Regions from separate parts of the Mus musculus genome. Here regions 2 and 3 are each linked to region 1. Evidence: chromatin contacts called from public Hi-C data. All regions are on one chromosome and are shown on one strand. The core of a region is the stretch at or near the end of the contact, and the rest is flanking DNA. Distances in the headings are between cores, read along the strand shown. Region 1 holds the start of Adgrl3 (adhesion G protein-coupled receptor L3). Region 2 has its middle 130 kb from the start of Gm34912. Region 3 holds the start of 1700017L05Rik (RIKEN cDNA 1700017L05 gene).

Region 1 (4,660 bases), core at 859-3,358:
AAGAAATTCATTCTTGTGTCAGGGATGATCAGATAATTACGATGATGGTTAGCTTTACAGATCTGCTGGGGTTGTAGTTTCCAACTTGCAAATTCCCACAGGCCAGGAGATCATTATGACACTATACTGCCTCACTATACAGCCTCATTCAACTTGGGAGACCTGAATAGGAATGTGATGTACCTGTTGGTTTCATACAATAAATCCTAGTCACTAGACTATGCTTATATAGAAACTACATCCACAGTCCTTGAAGCGATAAAATGTTATAGGAGAGAAGCGGGGGGGGGGAGGGGGGGAGGAAGGAAGGAAGAAAGAAAGACATTTTTTAACAATTTCATTTACAAAAGCATCCCAAAGAGGTACAATTAGTTGATGAAGGTCACGTGGGCAAACTTTATCACAGCAGAAGGCATGGAGATAGAACCAAGACAGTTTTCTATATCCTTCATGGTAATTTTTATTGTAGTGAAATCAAAATCATTGAGTCTCTAGGTCCTATCTTTTCGTAGAAAGGTGTGCTTTCAATTTTGCAATGAACTTGTACATTGAGGTAAGTTTCAAGAAACATAAAATGGACTCAAAGCAGGCAATGCTTTAGAAGTCAGCACCCGCATAAAGAACACGTGGAGTAATCTGCACCTGAAAAAAAAAAAAAAGACACTGGCAGAACTCCCAGCCTGGTACCTCATTCACCTAGAGCAGAAGAGTGGGGGAGGAGGAGAACGGGAGGGAGGAAGGGAGAGTGAAGAGATTGAGTGGAGAGAGGGGGGGGGGCTAGAGATGAGTGGAAATGGAGAGCAGAGAAGAGAGAGAGAGAGAGAGAGAGAGAGAGAGAGAGAGAGAGAGAGAGAGAGAGAGAGAGAGAGAGAGAGATGCTCCTATCCAGGAGAGAGATACCCTTTGTCTGACAAACCCTGCAAGGGAAGCCTCCCTTAGCCGCCCCACGGTTCCCACCTCCAAGATTCTGCGGAGCGGCTAGGTGGAGCCCGCGCCCGCGGAGCCCTCGCGGACTCCAGATCCGGGTTTTGCCGGCCGCCCCTTTCCCGGCCTTGGAGCCCCCCTCCCTGGTCCTGGGAGCTCTCTCGCCCCGTCACCCCGCCAGAGGCTCACTCGGGCCTCGGCTGCGTTGGCCGCTGCGCTCACGCTGCCTGTCTGCGGGCGCGACCGCCCCCTCCGCCCGCTCGGCCCGCAGCGCTCGCTCCAGTTCCCAGGAGCGGGGATGCAGATGGCACGGCCGGGCCAGGAGGGCGACGCCGCCACCGCTGCCGCCGCCGCCGCTGCTGGCATCTCGCGGACTGCGCGCTGCCTCCGCTCCCGCAGCTGCTACTGCTGCTGCTGCCGCCGCCACCGCCTGTGACTCGCCCCCCCCCCTCCCCTTTCTTTCTTCTCGCTCTCTCTTTTATTTATTTATTTATTTCGTTGGCCTCAGTCTTCTCCCTCCGGGTGTGCGCGCGCGGGCTGCACGGTGTGCTGGGGCAGGAGCTCGCCCCTGTGTGTGCGCGCGAGGGGAAGAGCGTGTGCGTGTCTGGAGGGCGCCCCGAGCCTCAGTGGCTCCGGTGGGGAGTCCAGAAGAGAAAAAAATAAAATTAAATAAAATTAAAAAAAAAAAAAAAAGAGGACCGAAGCCGGCGGCCGAGGAGGAGGTTGGCGGTGACGGCATCGGCTCAGACCCCGGGCCGGGCGATGAAGCTCCCGCATGCCCGAAGCTACCCGGCCTGGCCGGCGAGCTGATAGGCGACCACCGGAGCTCGGGGCTCGCCCCCCGCGGCAGGCACGCAACCCTCGGCGACCCGGCGCCCGCTCTGCCCGCGCGTCCACGCCGTGCACCCGGCAAGGAGTTTGCGCGGCTCGCGCCTGGGCTCTCGGAGCGGGTTGCGGGCGGCAGAGCGGACCCTCTGCTGCCGGAGCACCTCGGGGGCAGCAGGAGGAGGACGGCGAGGAGGACTGGGCGGAGAAGCCACTACTGGTCCTCGCCGCTGCCCCTACCTATCCCCTCCCTCTCGCTCGGAGGCGGAAAGGGGAGGACGAGGAAGAAGAAGAAAAAGAAAGAGAAGGGGGGTGGGGTGGGAGAACTGGATATAAAGATCGGCTGCGGGGGGGGGGATGGTGGAAGATTTTTGGTCTCCTCAGCAGCTGCTTTTCTTGCGGCGGCGGCGGCGGCGGCGGCTGCAGGAGGAGGGAAAGCAGCTCTGGTTATGACTGCCGCATGTTAATAGCTCCCGCTTGGGTCCACCGGCTGCAGCGAGAGACACAGCCTGACTCCGAAGTTGTGCAACTGTGCCCTGAGAGAGACATTTGAACCCTCCTTCTCTTTGCTCCGCTTTTGCCCCCCTGGGGCGTGTGAAGCGAGGAAACGTAAAGGAAGACTAGCATTGGCTTTCCCGGCTTCCCCTTTCTCCATGGCTGTGTAGAAGAAGAAAGGAAAAGAGACACTTTTTGTTGTTTCTTTGACTGGGGTCTCCACCCTCCTGTCGTCTCTGCGGTTTGATCAGTCGTTGCTTGGTGTGACTGGGGTGTCTACAGTGGGACAGGTCCATCTTTTTTCTGTTTTCTTTTTCTTTCTTCTTCTTTTTTTATTTCTTCTTTTTTTGTGTGTGTGTGTGCCCCGGGGCTCAATGGATGGATTGTGGAAAACTGCACCGGGTTGCAGGTTGTTGAGCAACTGATGGGACCATCTCAGGGACCGGCGGTTACGAAAGGTAATTTATTCTTTGCACTCTTCATAATTGTGGTCGCCCTGGTCGGGCGCAGGCGGCGGCATCCGATGGGCTGGCAACCGAGGGGGTGCGGGGTTCACGTACACTCACCCTTCCACTCACACATTCGCCTTCGCACACTCGCCCTCATGCGCACACTCATCTGATCGTGATGCGGGGCGGGAAGGGAGCCTCCTGGCTGGTGGGCGCTGGGGTTTGGCATGGGTTCGAGGTTTTATCAGCTACTGGGCGATTAGGTGCCAGAGGGAGATATAGAGGAGAAGAGAACCAGCGCACTGTCAGTCGCACACGCCGGGTGACAAGAACGAATCCCACCCCGCGCATTTTCCCTGCCCTGTCACCCCAATGCCGTCCTTTAGTAGGGGCAGAAAGCAGCCAAGGGGGCGCCTTTTCTCCGCTAGTCTGGAGCAACACTGGACGTGGGAACGGGTTGGAGGACGAACAGGGACCGGGTGAGGAGCGCAGTTCGGGGTGATGGCGAATGTGTGGTGGTGAGCCTGGTTGATCCTCCCTAGACGCCTGCCTTGGAACATCCAAGGTGGCTGAGATTGCCCAGGTCGCGCCCCTGAGAAGTGGAATCGGGTTGCCTCCAAAAATCTCTCTTGAGTATCTTCCAGCCGGGCAGTTTGATTTCGACCTGAGTGCCTAGGCTTTGTTGAGCGATTTAGCTAGAGAAAGCTGGTCAGTTTCGTGAGTGTCACGGGGTTGAGCTGTGCCAGGAGTGAGCACCCAGTGTGGAGAGGATGTTCAATGGGTCGGGCGTCCGCGGCGCCGGGGTGCGGTGGGCAGAGCAGTGGTGGCCCTGGTGGCGGGTTACAGGTAGGCGAGCTTGCACCTGGGTGCTTCTCTTGGGAGATGGGCAGTCTCTGGGCTCAAGTGGAGCGCGAGGACCAGCACTGGACAGCCTCTGGTTCTAGCCCAGAGGAGGCTGCTGGGCATGCGGGATATCCAGCAATGCAGCCCACTGTTTGGAAGGGTAGTTGACCAGTGGTCGGCGTGCGTGGTATCTGTGTGTCTAGGATCCTGTGCGCTTAGGGTGGCGGGCAGACCTGTGCAGGGATAGGAGAGCTGAAGCTACTTAGGTCAAGCTTGTTCATAGAAATCGCTTGGGATCTGCTTAGCTGGAAAAGCTGGTTTGAGAAGGCCCAGAGGGCCCCCGGTGGGGTTGCGAGGAAGCCTGGCGGCAGGTTCCCTCTCCCCTAGAGATGCGTGCAATGTTTGGAGTTGCTGGTGCAGCGCTCCACCGTATCCCAGATTGGCCTTGATTAGACCTGCTAGAGCAGTCGCCTCTCGCAGATTTGCGGTAATCAAGTATAGCCCCCACAGAATCCTTGGTCTCCGGAATGATCTGGCCACATTCCTCGCCCGAACAGAAACGTGTGTTGCTTTTATCGATAGCCAGTGAGAGAGCAGTTGGGAGAACCGGAGGCTTGGGAGCCACCTCCCGAGTGTCTCCTCCCTGAGGCTCCCATGGCCCCAGACTGCAGTAGTTAGAGAACATTGTAAACAACAGTGTAAGCATCTTTGCCACTGTCTCCCTCAGAGCCGAACCTGCTGGTGGCTGTTGTGCTTACTTTCCTGGGTGGCTTACTCATTAGGAAGTGTAAGGCTGCTTGCACCTCTGATTTTACATCCTTGCAGCCAGCTGCCGGGGAAATGAGGAGACACATAGATTCTGGCAGGAAGGGAAAAAATGCCTTCTGTGTTTTGCTCCGAAGTAAATAGGAGGTCTGCTAATTTTAGAGTCATATGGTCTGTCTTCGCTAGTTAGAGAATGGTGTCGTAGAATCTGCAAGGAACCACTATAGTAATTTTTTTTTTTTTGCTTTTGCATTTGGACAGTCAGCTGCATTTGTCTATGAGATAACAGAGGTCAGGCAGCTCCCTAATTCATTTTTCAGTCTATAATGTACTCAGTGATCAGCAGTTCTCGCGCCCAA
Region 2 (4,923 bases), core at 1,738-4,237, 3.2 Mb before region 1:
TTCAAGGTCAAGACCCCGGGCATGTACCTGATTGCAGCAAACACTTGCCCTCCCCATCCTCTATCGGAAGCATCAGCTGTCATTCCCAAAGTGGCCTGAGGAGGGCAGCCTTGACTTTCTGGTGTTTTATAGTAACTGGAAAAAAGCCCAGGCTTTTACCTGGAATGGAATGGGCCGGTTTGTCACCTAAGTGCAAATGTCATTTTAGCACTTCGCTGGTCACAACACCCTTTCTGGCCTTTATGGGAAATGACATATTCCTGTGTTCTTTGTCTCCAACACATGCTTCAGAAAGGCGCGAGCAGTTACTATACTTTAAAAGGTTGGAGAGAAAACGAAAGAAGAGACCTGGGCGCCAAATACCAGGGAGTACAGAGAACACAAATCAGGTTATGGTGTCACCCAGGCCCTGTGCAAAGTGGTGAAGAGAAAGGATTGCTTCCATATCTCGCTGCTATTAACATGCTTTCTGTTGTTATTTCTCTTTCCGGGGTCAGAGAGATACTGAAGGAGGAGTGGCTCATGTCCCAGCCAGCCCGATTTTCTTTGTCCACCTCGATTCTGTCCCTTGCCCCAGGCCCACTGCCTTGCCCTCCATCCCCCTGCCCTCAGTTCAGCCTTGCTCGTGCCTCTAGCAGTCATGTCTCTTTATCAGTCCCCGGAGCTGTTCTTGGCTGTGGACTGCAGCAGCCCACAGGGGCTGCTGAAAGCAAGCAGGAATTACTACCACAGCAGGTGCCAGGGAGCCATCGATCTGGCCACATGTGACAGCTTAGGGAAGGAAGGTTAGAACAATTTTATGGCCTATTACAGCACCGCTTTCTCACAAGACTGAAATTCTGACGAGTGGCTCTGTCCTACCTGCTTCGCAGAGACACTGAAACTTGGTTTTAATTACGGTAATTACCACTCCCCGCCAGGCCTTGCCTGAGGTGGCCGGAGCTAGGGAACATTCTTCATGAGCTGATTTTTTTTCTTCTTGGCATTTTTTCACCTCTTTTTATCATACGGGACTTTTAGCCATCCTGATGCTGGGATAACGCTGGTACTAAACGCAGGTGAAGTGTAGATGCACATAGTTCCTTCTTTGCATCCCATCTCTCAAAGAGGCGTTGGGGAAGGCCGTAGGATATGCCTCCCTTTTCTTGTCCTGAGACATGAGCTCAATCATTGTGCTCAGTGCCATATCCTGTGAGTGGCTGAGCTAAGCTGGATGGGGAACCCAGACAGTTGCCTCTCAGCAGTCTGGCCCATTTTTTCCAGAGCTCAAGGCTAACTCTGAGCAGAGGCAATGTATATTGGTAAGAAATCATGAGAGGGACTTGGGTACGGGCAGCTCATGCTTGTAATCACAGTGCTCGGGAGGCCGAGGCAGGGGGATTGCCAAGTGTTTGTAGTCACATGGGCTATATACAGTTCTGGACTACCCTGGATTATAGAGTGAGACCCTGACTCCCAAAACCAAAACAAACACACAGAAAAAAAAAGGCATGAGATTGTGGTATTGCCTCAGTTTCTCCATGATGGTCCAGTCTCTCCTGGGAGTAAAAATGGATTGAATATTACAGATAGCAGGGAGCAGCAGAGTTACTGGCATCTCTTCCAGCAGGGCCAACCCTGTCTAGCCAGTTTTATTTTGCTACCGTGTTATGATGTCACCGAGTCATAATTTATTGTCATACTCATTTGTACCCAAGGACTGTTAAAACAATGGCCCCACTTCTAAATTGAATCCTTTTTTTTTTTTTAAACAAATGCTGGGGCTATGTCTACTACAAGCCAGAGCTAGGCTCCAAGCTGGGATAAGGTAACTTTTAAGGCAATGTGTTGCCATCTGGTACGAGATTGTCTGAGGGAGCAACAGAGAAGCAAGTGGTGCCTTAAGTCTGTCTCTTGCCTGTCAACTTAAAATACTCAAGTGAAGCTTTGGTTAGACATTTGGTGTGTGTGTGTGTGTGTGTGTGTGTGTGTGTGTGTGTGTGTGTGTGTGTGTATGTACCCATGTGTTTTCTCTCTCTCTCTCTCTCTCTCTCTGTAACACACACACACACACACACACACACACACACACACACCCTATATGTAGCTTGCTCCTCTCTATCTCTCTTGTCCCTAAGAGCCCAAGAAATAATGTTTACTGAAAGAATCCACAATAAGATTTACTTTATATATTAGAGGAGTCCCCATTAGAAGATTGCACCCTTCATTGTCTGCCCACATCATGGATTCTCGAATCCCACCTGGTACACAGACCCCATCCCGAGCTCCAGTTATGAGGGTGCCCTGCTCATTCCCATGCCATTGCGGCATCTGGCAGGGAAGATGGCAGCAAGAGAATGTCGCATCAGGTGACTGTGCTTTTGAGCGTTCTCTAGCTCCAGAAGCCTGCCATGCTTACAAACAGTTTGCATAATACCTTGTTCATTAAGACCCATAAATTAGCGCTGTTTTAATTGATTTCCTAGAGGCAGTAAATAAAATGACACAGAATGACATCAGACATGGAAAATGACACAGGGTAGGGTTTTTTCCTTCCTTTAGTGCCTGCTTTCTCTCTCTCTCTCTCTCTCTCTCCCTCTCCCTCTCCCTCTCCCTCTCTCTCTCTCTCTCTCTCTCTCTCTCTCTCTCTCTCTCTCTCTCTCTCTCCAACTCTCCAGAGTCTGACAACTCCTTAGCCAAGCCTTTGTTCAAGCCCATGTGTGAAAACCCAATGCCCCTAGCAGCTTCCAGAGCCCTGGGAGAAGTGAGCTGCTGTGTTTGGCACCCTGAGCAGCCAAACCAGGCTGTGCTCACTAGTGGAGTAGGTATGATCAGGCCACAAATGAGGTCTGGCAATTTTGCTCATCGTGGAAACAACTCTAATTGTGAAATCAAAAATCTCCATCCCTCATTACTGCAACTCCTGCCATTCGGTGCCCGGGTTATTAGCATCACTCTGGCTCCCGGGTCGGTCTCTGGCCACAAACCTGGCTGCTCTGGGAATTACAAGGAGGCTAACATTTGCAGAGACTCTTTCTGTGCCAGATTCTGCACAGGGGCTGCACATGTGATCTCTCTACAATCCAGATAAATTGATATCGATTTCTCTGTTTCTGCAGATGAAAGCAGAGAAATTCAGAGAGGTTAATGATCTGGCTCAAGGTCACAGAGCTTGTGAATAACAGAGCCAACGTTTAAACCCGTGTCTGTGTGGCTTCAAAGTAGGTACATTCTCTATCAAATTATGCTACTATGAGAGCTTTTATGTTTTGATCATAGGAGAGCCAGAAAGGGGCTAGCCCTGTTTCTTAAACAGCTCCTCCTCTATGCCTACCAAAGTGAGACCGACACAGAGAAATCTGAAAGCATACATGAATAATTCAGTGTTTATGTAAATCTACACACATTTGCATGTAAAGGAAGCCTTAATTGTGGAATAAAAGTATTGGCCCTGCATTTTGTTCACTGAAGCATCTTGGTGCCTGGCAATGTGCTTGTTACACTAAACAGGCTCAGTATATCTTTATTTAATAAACTAAGAACTGTCAATAGCCATGGAAGAGAGTTTACGAGACAGGAAGATAGAATTCGGGTGTCATTTCCTGAGTCCCATAAAATCACAGGCTTCAGGCAGTGCCTCGGCCGGTTTATCAACAAGACTAAACTGATAACTTTGAGTAGTGAGGATAGAAACTTCAGTGTGTGTGTGTGTGTGTGTGTGTGTGTGTGTGTGTGTGTGCCCAAAGCATTGACAAGGGAATGGGAAAGCTGAAGAAATGAAAGATAGAAGAAGAAAGAAGGAACAGGATTATATGAGAAAGGCTACAGAGAGGTCTGTCTGGCTTGTCTCCACTTTGTTTGTTTGTTTGTTTATTATTAGATCTTTTCTTTATTTACATTTCAAATGTTATCCCCTTTCCTCATTTCCCCTCCAAAAAACAAAACAAAACAAAACAAAACAAAACAAAACAAAACAACAACAACAACACCCTATCCCACCTTCCCTTCCCTTGCTCAGTAACCCACCCACTCCTGATTCACTGTCCTGGCATTCCCCTACACTGGGGCATCGAGCCTTCACAGGACCAAGGGCCTCTCCTCTCGTTGATGTCCCACAAGGCCATCCTCTGCTATATATGCGGCTGGAGCTTTGAGTCCCTCTTTGGTTGTTGGTTTAGTCCCTGGGAGCTCAAGGGGGTACTGGTTGGTTCATATTGTTGTTCCACTTCAAAATGGTGATCCTTCAGCTTTGATTTGGAAAACGACAGGGCTTAAGAGTTAGAAGGATTCAGACAGATGCTGGCTATGACCACCAGGGGGCAGAAGAGGTCCAGCTTCACAAGGTCTTTTGTGACTAGTTTAGGGGACAACCATTCCAAAGACAGGGTGATGAGCAAGGAGATCAGTGGGAACAGGGCATCCTGATTTTTGGAAGGAAATAAGGTTAGGTGAGAGGATTTTCAGCCAAACGCTGTAGTTTTAAGAAATCAAAGTGAATGGGGCAAGGGAATGGGGGATGGGACCAAGGGAGAAGGACAATCAGGTAAAACGAAGTGTTGGCAAGCGAAGGAAACCCTTTACTTGTGTACTAGTTACAAACAAGAAATGAGGACGGCAAAGAAAAAAGTGAGTTACGGAAGAAACAACAACGACAACAACAACAACAACAACAGCAACAAATTATTTTTTATCATGTTATAGATTCTTTATTAGCCTGTCCCAGGAAGGAACCTAGTTTATTGGCTGTCCAGTGTAGAGTGGTCAGCTCTGAAAGCACATAGCCATAAACACACAAACAAAAAAATGACTCAACAGGTTCTATCTATATATTCATGTGTGGACACACATACCTATATATGTGTGTATGTAATAGCAATAATCAAAGAGAAAGAGGGTGTCGACTTGAGAAAGGGAGTATGGGGTGTGTTGGAAGAAGGTGTTGGA
Region 3 (4,309 bases), core at 1,732-4,231, 3.6 Mb before region 1:
GGTGTTTATTAATGTGAAGAAATGGGGAAAGAAGCCATCCAGCCACAGGAAAGCTCTGAACTATGTGCTATGGAAAAAATTCAGAGAATTCTCTTCACTGTGACTTTTCATTTGCCAGCCGTAAGTGGCTGGATAAGCTGTGTGTGGCTCAGTCTCCTGCTCTGGATTACTTTGACTAAAGTAGCCCCTAGGGGAGAACTGCACAAGGCCAGCAGCGTCGTCAGCTGTGATTGGCTATTGGTGCGACGATCCACGCACGCGCAAGGGCATCGGCCGGCGCTTGGGTATGGTGTGGTTTGATTCCATCTTGTTGCATAAGTGTGTTTGTCTTGGCGGAATTCTGCCTTTTGCTGTATCTGCCTGGGCTCTAAGGTGGAGTCGTCTATGTCTTCCCAGATCCTCTAGCTCTGGAAGTACGGACAGCGGTGGCTAAGGCTGGGTGCACCTATTTTTTTAAAAAACTATTTCCGAAGATGGTCATATGCACGGAGTCCTCAGTTGAACGTTCAAGTCTCTATCTGATGTTCCTCTTCCTGGGGTGTAGGGGAAGGGCTCATCGACACACCAAGTGACAGGCTGACAGAGTACTGCAGAGTCGGGGTCCAACATGGGCTGCCCTTGCTCTTCTCCCACACTGGTGTCTGGTGAAGGCATTTAGCTGCTGAGTCCTGGGTCACTTCTGGCCTCTCCCACAGTCATTCACGTAGTTTCTCAAGGTGCTGGGAAGAGATTTATTACGTTTGTTTTTTCATCATTCCTGGCTATCAGGGTCCTCGATCCCAGCACCTCAGCATCTTAGTTTGCTATTATATGTGTATTTTCAAAATGATGGATTAATATTTTTGTTAGCATTCAAAGTAAGGGTTTTCATGATGACATTTTCATACATGCATGCATGTATATGTATATATATGTATATATATGTATATGTGTATATATATGTATATATATTTGTACTTTGCTCACATTTCTCTCCATTTTCTATATCTCTTTTCTCTGTTGCTTTATGATCCTCTTCACCCAGACAGTCCCCTGCTTTTATGTCCCCCCTACACACACACACACACACACACACACACAGACACACACACACACACACAGCATTTGTTCTGCATATAAGTGAACCCGATGCTTCCTTCCTCTTTGCCCATCACCCTCTTCCATCCCTTCCTCTTCCTCTGACCTCCACCCTCCTCGTATTTCCCTTATGTGCACGTGTGTACATCCAGATATATTTCTACTTGCATCCAGAGTCTGCCTTTTCTAAATTTAGTGTGTGCGTGCACATGTGTGCTACATGCATGTGGTGGAGGTCAGAGAGGAAGTTTAGGAAATGGGTTCTTTGCCTTCCACTTTGTTGAGGGGAGAGTTTGTCTTGTTTCTGCCACAGCCCTGTGTAGTCCAGGCTGCCTGGTCTGTGAACTTCCGGGTCTGGCTGATTCTCTCATCTCTGCCTGGCATCTTGTGGTGAGAGTGCTGGGATTACAGATGTGTGCCACTGCATCCAGCTGTGTCTCTGTGTGTGGTCTGGCCACTGGGCTCAGGTCAGTAGGCTGGGAGTGACCTATTGCTTTGGTTGTTTTAAACTAATTTTGTTTACTGGGCTTAAAAGGTAGCTCAGAGGTTAAGAGTTGTTTAGAATTTGATTTCCAGCACCAAGACCAGAAGGCTCACAACTACCCGCAATTCCACACTCAGGGCACACAACACCTTCATCTGATCTCTACAGGCACCTGCACTGAGGGGTGCATACCTCTCCCACATATACTCATAATTAAAATAATGAGTCTTAAGAATCGTTCGTATTTATTTTTGACAGTTTCCTCAATGTCTATCATAAATTTTAGTCCTTTTTACACTCTTCCCTGTCTCATCCCCTTCCTTTTCCTGTTGAACCCCCCCCCCCACTTTCCAACAAGCCCCCATCCTACTTTGATGCCCCCCCCCCCCCGTGTGTGTGTGTGTTTGACTTACTGAATCCAATTAAGATTCCTTGTATGGGTGAGAGGTTATTTGGAGCATGTGTGGTTTATCAATGGCTTCTCCACTGAAGAAACCACCCCCACCCCCCACCCCTGTCATGGACTGCGGATATGCTCTGTGGAGAGCCGAAGATACAAGGAGCTCCTCTCTAATCCATGATAAAACGCTGGCAGGCTGAACCTTGTACAGTCCTTGTGGCTCTCGGAGTTTCCTGTCAAGACTATTGGTGACTTTTCGAGCCTATCGTGAAGGAACTTCCCGTCCAGTTCTATCTCCCCATTTACATTGCTCTGGGTCCCGATGTAGCTGATATTTAAATCAGGCCCACGATGCTGTGATGGTATACCGTACAAGGCTCCAGTCTCAGCACAGGGCTGAGCCCTGAACACCTTCAAACATCAACAGTTAGTGACCGAGGCACCCGCCTTAGACCAGCTGAACCTATTATTAGTGAATGGAAGAAGACACAGCCAGCGGACCTTGTATGCTATCCCGAGGGCCTGTCAAGGCCTCTTTCACACTGTCTCCACCAGTCCCAGGCACGGTGGCTTCAGTTTGGAGGGAGCGGTGGAGAGCAGTGTATGTCGAGAGAAACACTGCCCCCTGGCTGCCATCCTGGTCTCTGGACGCTGGGTACTTTCATCTGAAAACCTCAAGCCAAAAGAAACTCAGGTTGATTGTTTCCAGGAGGCAAAAAAAGTGTCCCAAGATGGCTTGTTAGACATGAAAGTGGCCGGCGACTTCTAACTTGCAGATTTTCTTGCTAACAAAATATGATAAAGTTATGTCTCACTGGGGACACAGCTACATATTCATGAAAAAGAAACGGACTGGCAAAAATCCTCTAGCACAGTCTTAGTCATGCTTTCCGTGGGTGGTGGGGTCCTGACGAACTGGTTCTTACACACCCCGTTCTGCTGTCCAGATTTCTGACAATTGAGTATGTATTACGTCACAATGAGAACCCTGAATCCCGCCAACACATTTGCTTACCGAGCGGCAGACGCTGGAATGAACACCAGATGGGGAGGTCTGTGTGAATTTTTGCCACTGTCTCCTTCCCATCCTAGTTGTCCCAAATGAGAGGCCCGTGGGTCTGCCAGAGGAGAGTTCTGTATGGTACAAAGGCTTGGGGGGAATCTGTTCCCTGTCTTTCTACAAAGATGCTCGTCACAGCCCATCCCTGCCAAAGGCTGTCCCTGGGACACATATGATGGTTTCCAGTACTACCCTCGGGTTTGATGATTCCCTAGAGGGACTCTCAGGATCTAGCAAGGCTGTTGTCTTCACAGATATGGTTTGTACAGCGAAAGGATACAGATTAATAGGCATGTATCAATAACTACTATACGGGGTCACTCGTGTGTGTGTGTGTGTGTGTGTGTGTGTGTGTGTGTGTGCATAAGTGATTGATGCTTAGAGTCTTTTGAGGGAAGATGGATGGCCAGGAAGGCAAAGCGTCTAGAAATCATGTCATATGAAGGATATGACAGTATTTAATATGGAAGCAAGAAGGCCCACCTTACACTGCCTGTGTTTGATGGGTTGCCATGGAGAAGCAGAAGCAGACACATGAGGTCTAGTTCTAGAGGAGATGAGGAGATCCAATAAGGAAGGAGCAGGAGGCTGGAGCCTGCAGAGGTGACAGGAGCTCTCTAAGAATTACAAGTGCCCAATGGCAGATCCAGACTTCTAGACTGTTCAGTCCTTGACACTATGAGTGAGAAGATATGGCCCTTTGCAGGTTCACTGGGATGATCTCAGAGGTGCGTGGGAGCTTGGCTGACAGTGGCTCTACAGCTCTCTCTTCTAGTGTGTGCCTTGCTCATTTCTCTTGCTAGCATCCGGTAGGATGCACCATTCACAGCAGGCCTTGGGAGTACTTGGTAGTATTGCACCTTTGAAGGGGTTGCTAATCCCGTGGAATGTAGGAAGCAAAGGCCTCTTAGCCTCTACCTTGTTATCTCCCTAGATTGAAACCTCAGCTTGCCCTAGCCAGTGTTTCTTTTTAGGATGATTAAAGTCTTTGGCTCCGTCTGAACCCATTCATTTTAACTATTCCATTTCCCAAGAATATCATCTCATTACTTTTTCAATGACTCAATATTTTCAGCACAAGTGAACGAGTCCAGAAAGTCATTTCAGCCATTGATTATTTTTGGTAACCTTCTGATCTATTCTGAATCTCTCTTCTTTTAATTCTCATTTATGCCCTCCTGTCTCGTCATCTGTTCAGAGCTGAAAATAGTAACTTGGCTTGACCTTATTATCTACCGTTTAAGATTTTATGGTCTTTGGTTAAATCTCATCTTAATAAGTGTTCCTA

Evidence for each region. Hi-C and Micro-C count contacts between places; a contact is called where the count stands out from the background.
Region 2: a Hi-C map of cortical neurons shows a contact between it and region 1, with 6 times the contacts expected there. The contact joins the enhancer-like site here to the promoter of Adgrl3 in region 1. A contact is called at or near these places in 3 of 39 promoter capture datasets (cranial neural crest, frontonasal cranial neural crest and maxillary cranial neural crest), 6 of 484 Hi-C or Micro-C datasets (cerebellum, cerebral cortex, cortical neurons and 2 more) and 1 of 115 datasets of contacts at active chromatin or transcription factors (embryonic forebrain).
Region 3: a Hi-C map of cortical neurons shows a contact between it and region 1, with 8 times the contacts expected there. The contact joins the promoter of 1700017L05Rik here to the promoter of Adgrl3 in region 1. A contact is called at or near these places in 4 of 39 promoter capture datasets (cranial neural crest, hippocampal neurons, maxillary cranial neural crest and 1 more), 9 of 484 Hi-C or Micro-C datasets (cerebellum, cerebral cortex, cortical neurons and 4 more) and 2 of 115 datasets of contacts at active chromatin or transcription factors (embryonic forebrain and forebrain).

Annotation. Positions count from the first base shown.
Region 1 is chr5:81,018,644-81,023,303 of GRCm38.p6, forward strand. Adgrl3 (adhesion G protein-coupled receptor L3) reads left to right here and starts at 2,109. Exons shown (of 27, transcript NM_001359828.1): 1 at 2,109-2,702.
Region 2 is chr5:77,803,639-77,808,561 of GRCm38.p6, forward strand. No RefSeq gene overlaps it. Among named protein-coding and RNA genes, the nearest start is that of Gm34912, 130 kb to the right of the region's middle. Within about 2 kb of position 2,988, at least 17 of the 459 cell types and tissues checked have an H3K27ac peak or open chromatin away from gene starts, as enhancers often do. A contact at or near this core is called in cortical neurons, where this site is marked.
Region 3 is chr5:77,462,507-77,466,815 of GRCm38.p6, forward strand. It overlaps 1700017L05Rik (RIKEN cDNA 1700017L05 gene), which reads left to right and starts at 2,982. Exons shown (of 2, transcript NR_131050.1): 1 at 2,982-3,311.